Linked DNA regions of Mus musculus: region 1 is linked to region 2. Evidence: chromatin contacts called from public promoter capture Hi-C data. All regions are on one chromosome and are shown on one strand. Each heading gives the region's core, a stretch centred on a gene start, on an enhancer-like site or on the middle of the called end of the contact. The rest is flanking DNA. Distances are from core to core; before and after follow the strand shown.

Evidence for each region. Promoter capture Hi-C pulls out the DNA fragments that hold promoters and counts their contacts.
Region 1: a contact with region 2 is called in a promoter capture Hi-C map of neutrophils, with 6 times the contacts expected there. The contact joins the promoter of 6030458C11Rik here to the enhancer-like site in region 2. A contact is called at or near these places in 18 of 39 promoter capture datasets (the 3T3-L1 cell line, 3T3-L1-derived adipocytes, the C10 cell line and 13 more), 26 of 115 datasets of contacts at active chromatin or transcription factors (the NIH/3T3 cell line, the SCID.adh cell line, T-cell acute lymphoblastic leukemia and 15 more) and 4 of 9 other capture datasets (adipose tissue, embryonic stem cells, liver and 1 more).

Annotation. Positions count from the first base shown.
Region 1 is chr15:12,823,342-12,826,041 of GRCm38.p6, reverse strand. 6030458C11Rik (RIKEN cDNA 6030458C11 gene) reads left to right here and starts at 1,385. Exons shown (of 9, transcript NM_029998.3): 1 at 1,385-1,575; 2 at 2,336-2,481. The coding sequence starts at 1,495. Drosha (drosha, ribonuclease type III) reads right to left here and starts at 1,227. Exons shown (of 35, transcript NM_026799.3): 1 at 1,104-1,227.
Region 2 is chr15:12,348,834-12,351,533 of GRCm38.p6, reverse strand. It overlaps Golph3 (golgi phosphoprotein 3), which reads right to left. Exons shown (of 4, transcript NM_025673.2): 4 at 267-2,166. The coding sequence ends at 1,742. Among named protein-coding and RNA genes, the nearest start is that of Golph3, 29 kb to the right of the region's middle. Within about 2 kb of position 1,408, at least 13 of the 459 cell types and tissues checked have an H3K27ac peak or open chromatin away from gene starts, as enhancers often do. A contact at or near this core is called in hematopoietic stem and progenitor cells and neutrophils, where this site is marked.

The DNA of each region.
Region 1 (2,700 bases), core at 136-2,635, 470 kb before region 2:
AGTTTGACTCTCCCTCATTGTGCATGCCTCTAAGTCACTACAATTCCCTTCCACCGCTCCCCACAAATACGCGTTTTCAAAACCACCTGGGAGGTATACATTCACCGATTCCATCACTTACTGAGCCAGCACACGTGAGACGCTTTCCCAAGCTCTGTAGGCTCAAAGATTATAAGGCACACAAGCCTGCAGAGTTCAAGGATCGCAAAACCCATATACAAATGTTTATATAATAACAACAGTAATACGATGTCCCGAACACTATAAAAAGAAAAACGCGATGTGATAAATACAATAAAGTAAGGATGTAGAGAGTCCTGGAGAATAAAAAGGACTCTACTGAAGCTAGAGGTGGACAACAGTCAGGGAATTAACACCTCTCCACAGTGAGAAAACGGCACACTCCGTTAGAGAAGCTAGACAAAGGCCCTGGCAGTGGTGGCGCACGCCTTTAAACCCAGAACTTGGGAGGCAGAGGCAGGCGGATTTCTGAGTTCGAGGCCAGCCTGGTCTACACGGTGAGTTCTAGGACAGCCAGGGCTACACAGAGAAACCCTGTTTCAACACACACTCCCCTCCAAAAATAAAAGCTAGATACTGTACCACTGTACTATGGATGCGAAGTTCAAATCAATGAATTTAATGCAAGTGGGAAATACCTATTCTTGGGATGCCCTTTGAAAGCAGGGAAACCGAGGGCGCGATTCTGAACAGTTTACTCGTCCAGGACCGACGACACACAAGACTTGCAAGGTGTGCCTTTAAGTCACTGAAAACCCCGCACTTTCCCCAGGTTCAACCTGCAGCCCGGCCTCCTGCTGGATGAAGAGCACGTTGGCTGGTTTGCATCTCCCGCCAGCCTGCGAGGTTAAGTACGGGACTCCGGGACTCGCCTCCCCCCGCAAGCCGGGCGGCCCCGCGCCTGGACCACGGCTCGCGCTTCGCAAATAGATGAAAGGCTTCCTATCTACGGGATCTGTACCGGGTCGCTCTTTTCCCCCTGGCCGCAGAGCTGCCCCGAAGCCACCCAGACCCAACTCCCAGGATCGTTTAGGTCGATACTCGTTCTCTGAAAACCCATCAGGCGCCCCCCGTCTACCTACAGAGAGTCCCGGGGTCGCCGCCATCAAAGCCCAGCCTGGTTACTATAACACCCTCCACGGCTGAGGCGCCACCCACGCCTCCGGAACAGGAAGCCCCGGGAATTAAAAGGCAAACCGGAGAAATCCGGACCTGGGGAGGGAAAACTCTCCGGAGCGCGTCGCAGCACCTTTTGCACCGTGATTGGCGGATCAGCGAGAGTGACGGACGTATAGACCAATCGACATTGTCTACAGGTCTCACACTCGCCCTTCCACCGTGTCGTCCTCCAATCCGGAAGCGCAACCGGGTGAGCGCGCGTTTCCGCCGCGATCGTGCCTTGGGGGCGCGCGGCTTCGGGCAGCCGGGCTCCTCTCCCGCGTGTCCCGCGGCCTCCCTGAGACGCGCGGAGACATGAGTGACACCGGAGGCGACCGCGCGCGACTCAGGCGCTACACCAAGCTCCCGGTGTGGGTGGTGGAGGATCACCAGGAGGTGAGCGGGCGACACAAGCCACGGAGCCCTGGCAGGAGGGATTCGAACCCTAGCAGCCTGCAGAGGCTTGACCAGCACCTAACGCTGGCTGCAGCCTGTCCCCCACCACCACCAACGTCATCATCCCACGGTTTAACGAGAGGGTTAGCCAGGACCTGAGGGACCATAATCGTAGCTCGTGTCATATGAAGAGGAAAGCCTTCAGCGCTTATTAATGTACAACATGGCAGTGCAGTCGTAAAGTGGGTAGACTTCTGGAAGACGACCTAGCAAGTCTGGATTTGTTTATAGGACCCCTGGAGGGTCTCTGGATATAAAACAAAAGGGATCAAGAGTGAAGCTCTGCGATACACCCCTTCCCCCAGGAAAAGTGGGTTATTTACTGATGGAGAAAGTTAAAGGAGGAAAGAAAGAAGATCTCTGAGACAAACCCAACTTTGGGTTACTCTGTGCTTTTTAATTTGTTGGTAAACTTGGATGTATAGCATGTAGGAGGAAAAAGTCATCTAGTCCCACTTCACCATCCTAAAGGGACAGAAAATGCCCTAAAACTTAGAGTACCTGGAACACAGTTTAATGCTAGAGTGAGTGGTTGGAGATTATCATCAGAAACCATCTATGGTAAAGCTTTTTTTTTTTTTTTTTTTTTTTTTTTAATGTTCCCATGTTTGACCACTTGATGCACTTCAGGTTGGTGCAGTTTCTTGTTTTGTCTGCACTTGACAGTGTGCAGTTCTCACTGTGTGTGTCTGTATTACAGGTTCTGCCTTTCATATACCGGGCCATAGGTTCGAAGCATCTTCCTGACAGTAATATAAGTTTCTTACATTTGGACTCCCACCCAGACCTCCTTATCCCTGTGAACATGCCAGCAGACACTGTGTTTGATAAGGAAGCACTCTTTGGGTAATGTGACTTTTTTTTTAGTCATATTTTATGTATTTGAAATACAACATATAGCAGATGATAAACAAGAGATTTTGCTACACTCACATTTGCATTTTTTGTTTGTTTGCTTGCCTTTTAAATTTTTATTTAGAACATTTTTTTTTCTACCCACTAAAAGAGCCAAATAGGGATCAGGTGCGATGGCTGATCCCTGTGATCCCAGCCCTTGGAACGCTG
Region 2 (2,700 bases), core at 159-2,658:
CCCATTTGGTGGCAAACACGCTGCCTGCTTCTCTAGTGTTCTGCCGCCTTTTATTTGTATCGTCAGTGACAGCTTTCATTCAGCAGAATTGAGTTTCTGCAACAAACACCATATGTGGCATGCCAAGTTTAAAGTATTTCCTATCTGGTTCTTTTAAGACAGTTTCCCAAGCCTTGCAGCTGAAATGTTACCGTGCCATACTAAATAACCTTCACCTAAAGCAAAGAGAACGAGAGCACAAAAATCAAATGGCATGCTTGCTCTGATTCAGGCACTTTCAAGATCATAGTTTATTTATTACTCCAGATAAAAAGATAGTATACATATTAGGGAGTCCCTTAAAATTCAACTCTAAAGTTATACGCATCTAGTATTTTTGCATCAAATGTTAACCAAAAGTTTCTAGACACCTGAAAGCCCCACTATTAACATGAACTATAATAATAAAAATTTGACATTTAATTTGTTCAATGTATAGTATTTACATTATGAAACGAATAGTAAATAAACAATGATAATGAATAAAATCAACATTAAAAAGCAGATGTTTGTAGTCTTATGGTATGCTAATATCATAATTGTATATAAAAATTAAAACATAGCAGAGCTTTCTGTTACAAAATTCTTAATCGTCTTGAGTTGTAGTCGTTACTTGCTACCAATTTACATGCAACATCTGCTAGGACTGATATCTGATTTTCTTTTCTCAAGAGAAGATGAGTAGATGAACGATATATCAGAGCAGACATTAATTTACTTAAGGACAGAAAAGTGGAAAAACAAAACAAAAAAACTGTACTCAAGATTAGTACTGGTCACAAGCCTCTTTCCTACACAAATCATAAAAAACAGGAAAAGTTGAGGAAAAAAAAGTCCCAAAAGGGATGCACAGGTAGACTATCATGAGGGGCATAGCTCATAAAGAGCCCTGAAAGGGTCACACATCTCTCTCCTTCAATAATGAGAGCTCTATTTTGCCATCAGATAACAATGAATGAAGCAAGTGAGGGGCACCAGATGCACAATTCAATACTAAAATGAGGCAGAGGTGGCCAGAAGAAGGGGCGATTCATATATAATTCAAACTATATACAGCATTAGTGGAATGCAGCCCATCCCAAACTGGCTTTGTGAAACAATTGGACCATTATGATTGAACAGCTAAAATTATAACAACTGTAATCACACAACAGATTTACAAAGGAAGCAAAAATTCAAGGGGCATTTTATATTATGTATTTACTGTGCTGTTTCAATTGAAAAATAATTTTGCTAAGTATACATCTCAACTGAGGTTTGTGTATAAAACGTCCTAATAGATACAGATGTTTGCCTTTGGTGAGTTGAAGGCCTGGCTGTGACTTGTCTGAACTGCAGGCAGAAGGCCAGGTGAATAAGCACATGTGGGAGACTCAAGCTGAGGTAATAGAACGCTGTGCATGAGGTGGGGGCTGGAGGTACTCTGAAGGTCACAGTACACCAGAAACCCAAAACAGGAACAGTGAGAGTGGCAACAGGGGGTAGGGTGCCAATATGGCGAGAAGGTTGGTTACAAACAGAAAGAGGAAGGCCTCTCGTACCAGCAGAATCCTGCGTACATACAAAAAGAAATATCCACCCACCATTTTGTAGAACAAAAGCCAATTATTAGTGTGGGAAAGTACAAACTGCAGAAAACCAGAGTCAATAGAAGAAAAACTACTGGTTCACATGAGAAAAAGGAAACATTGAATTCTGACAGTTACTTGGTAAACGCAGCTACCACAGCCCAGAGAACTTCGTTGGTGTTGGCCTTCAGACACTCCACTTCTGGGTCTAAGTCAAGGAGCTGCCGTACTCTCTTGGTGGCTAGATCATACTGCTCGTCCAGAAGAGGAGCAAACGCATTTTCCAAAACATCCGAGGCATGGGCTAGGTAAATGAGGGCCAGCAAGCGCTTGTCCATTCGGTGAGGGTCATTTACCCATTTGTCAAGAACAGCTTCTTGTACCTTCTTGATGAGACGCTGCTTAATGTTGTTATTGGTGAGAGGATGTGTCGTCATGTCAAACAGGAGGAAGTTCTGTTTCTCTGTCGTCAGTACACCCTTTTCTACCAGGTTTTTAGCTAATCGTTCCCGTACGTTTCTTAATTGATAATGCAATTTTAATGGATTCCACGTCTCACCTAAATAAAAACATTCCAAAAGTTAGGAATGGTGGGTATTATTTGCTAAATTACAACAGCAACAAATTGTACACACACAGTCTTAGATAAGCAACAGAACTTTTATTCTTGCCCCTTCCACACTAGATCATGGAGTCCAGACATTTGGGGAACATCTAGGCAGCCCACACATTCTCAGACACAGCAGTCACTCAAAAGTCTAAACTGAAAGTAATCTTCAAGCCACAGTCACCCTTGATCTACAAGGGAAATGAAGCTCTGGCTGCTGTCAAGAAGCACTCAGTAAAGCAGAATGTGGAGGGGCAAACGTGCACCAGGTAGAGAGGCAGGAGGCGCTCAAGTGTGGAAGCACACGGCCTACATGGTAAAAGACTGTTGTTCTACAGTATAAAAACATCACAAGGCTCCAGGTCCAATAGTCAATACTAAAAAATAAAATAAAATAAAATAAAATAAAATAAATAAAAAATAAAAAATAAAACCCCTTTACACTATAAAAGCAGAAAAGTCAAGTCCCTACAAATACCAATCTTC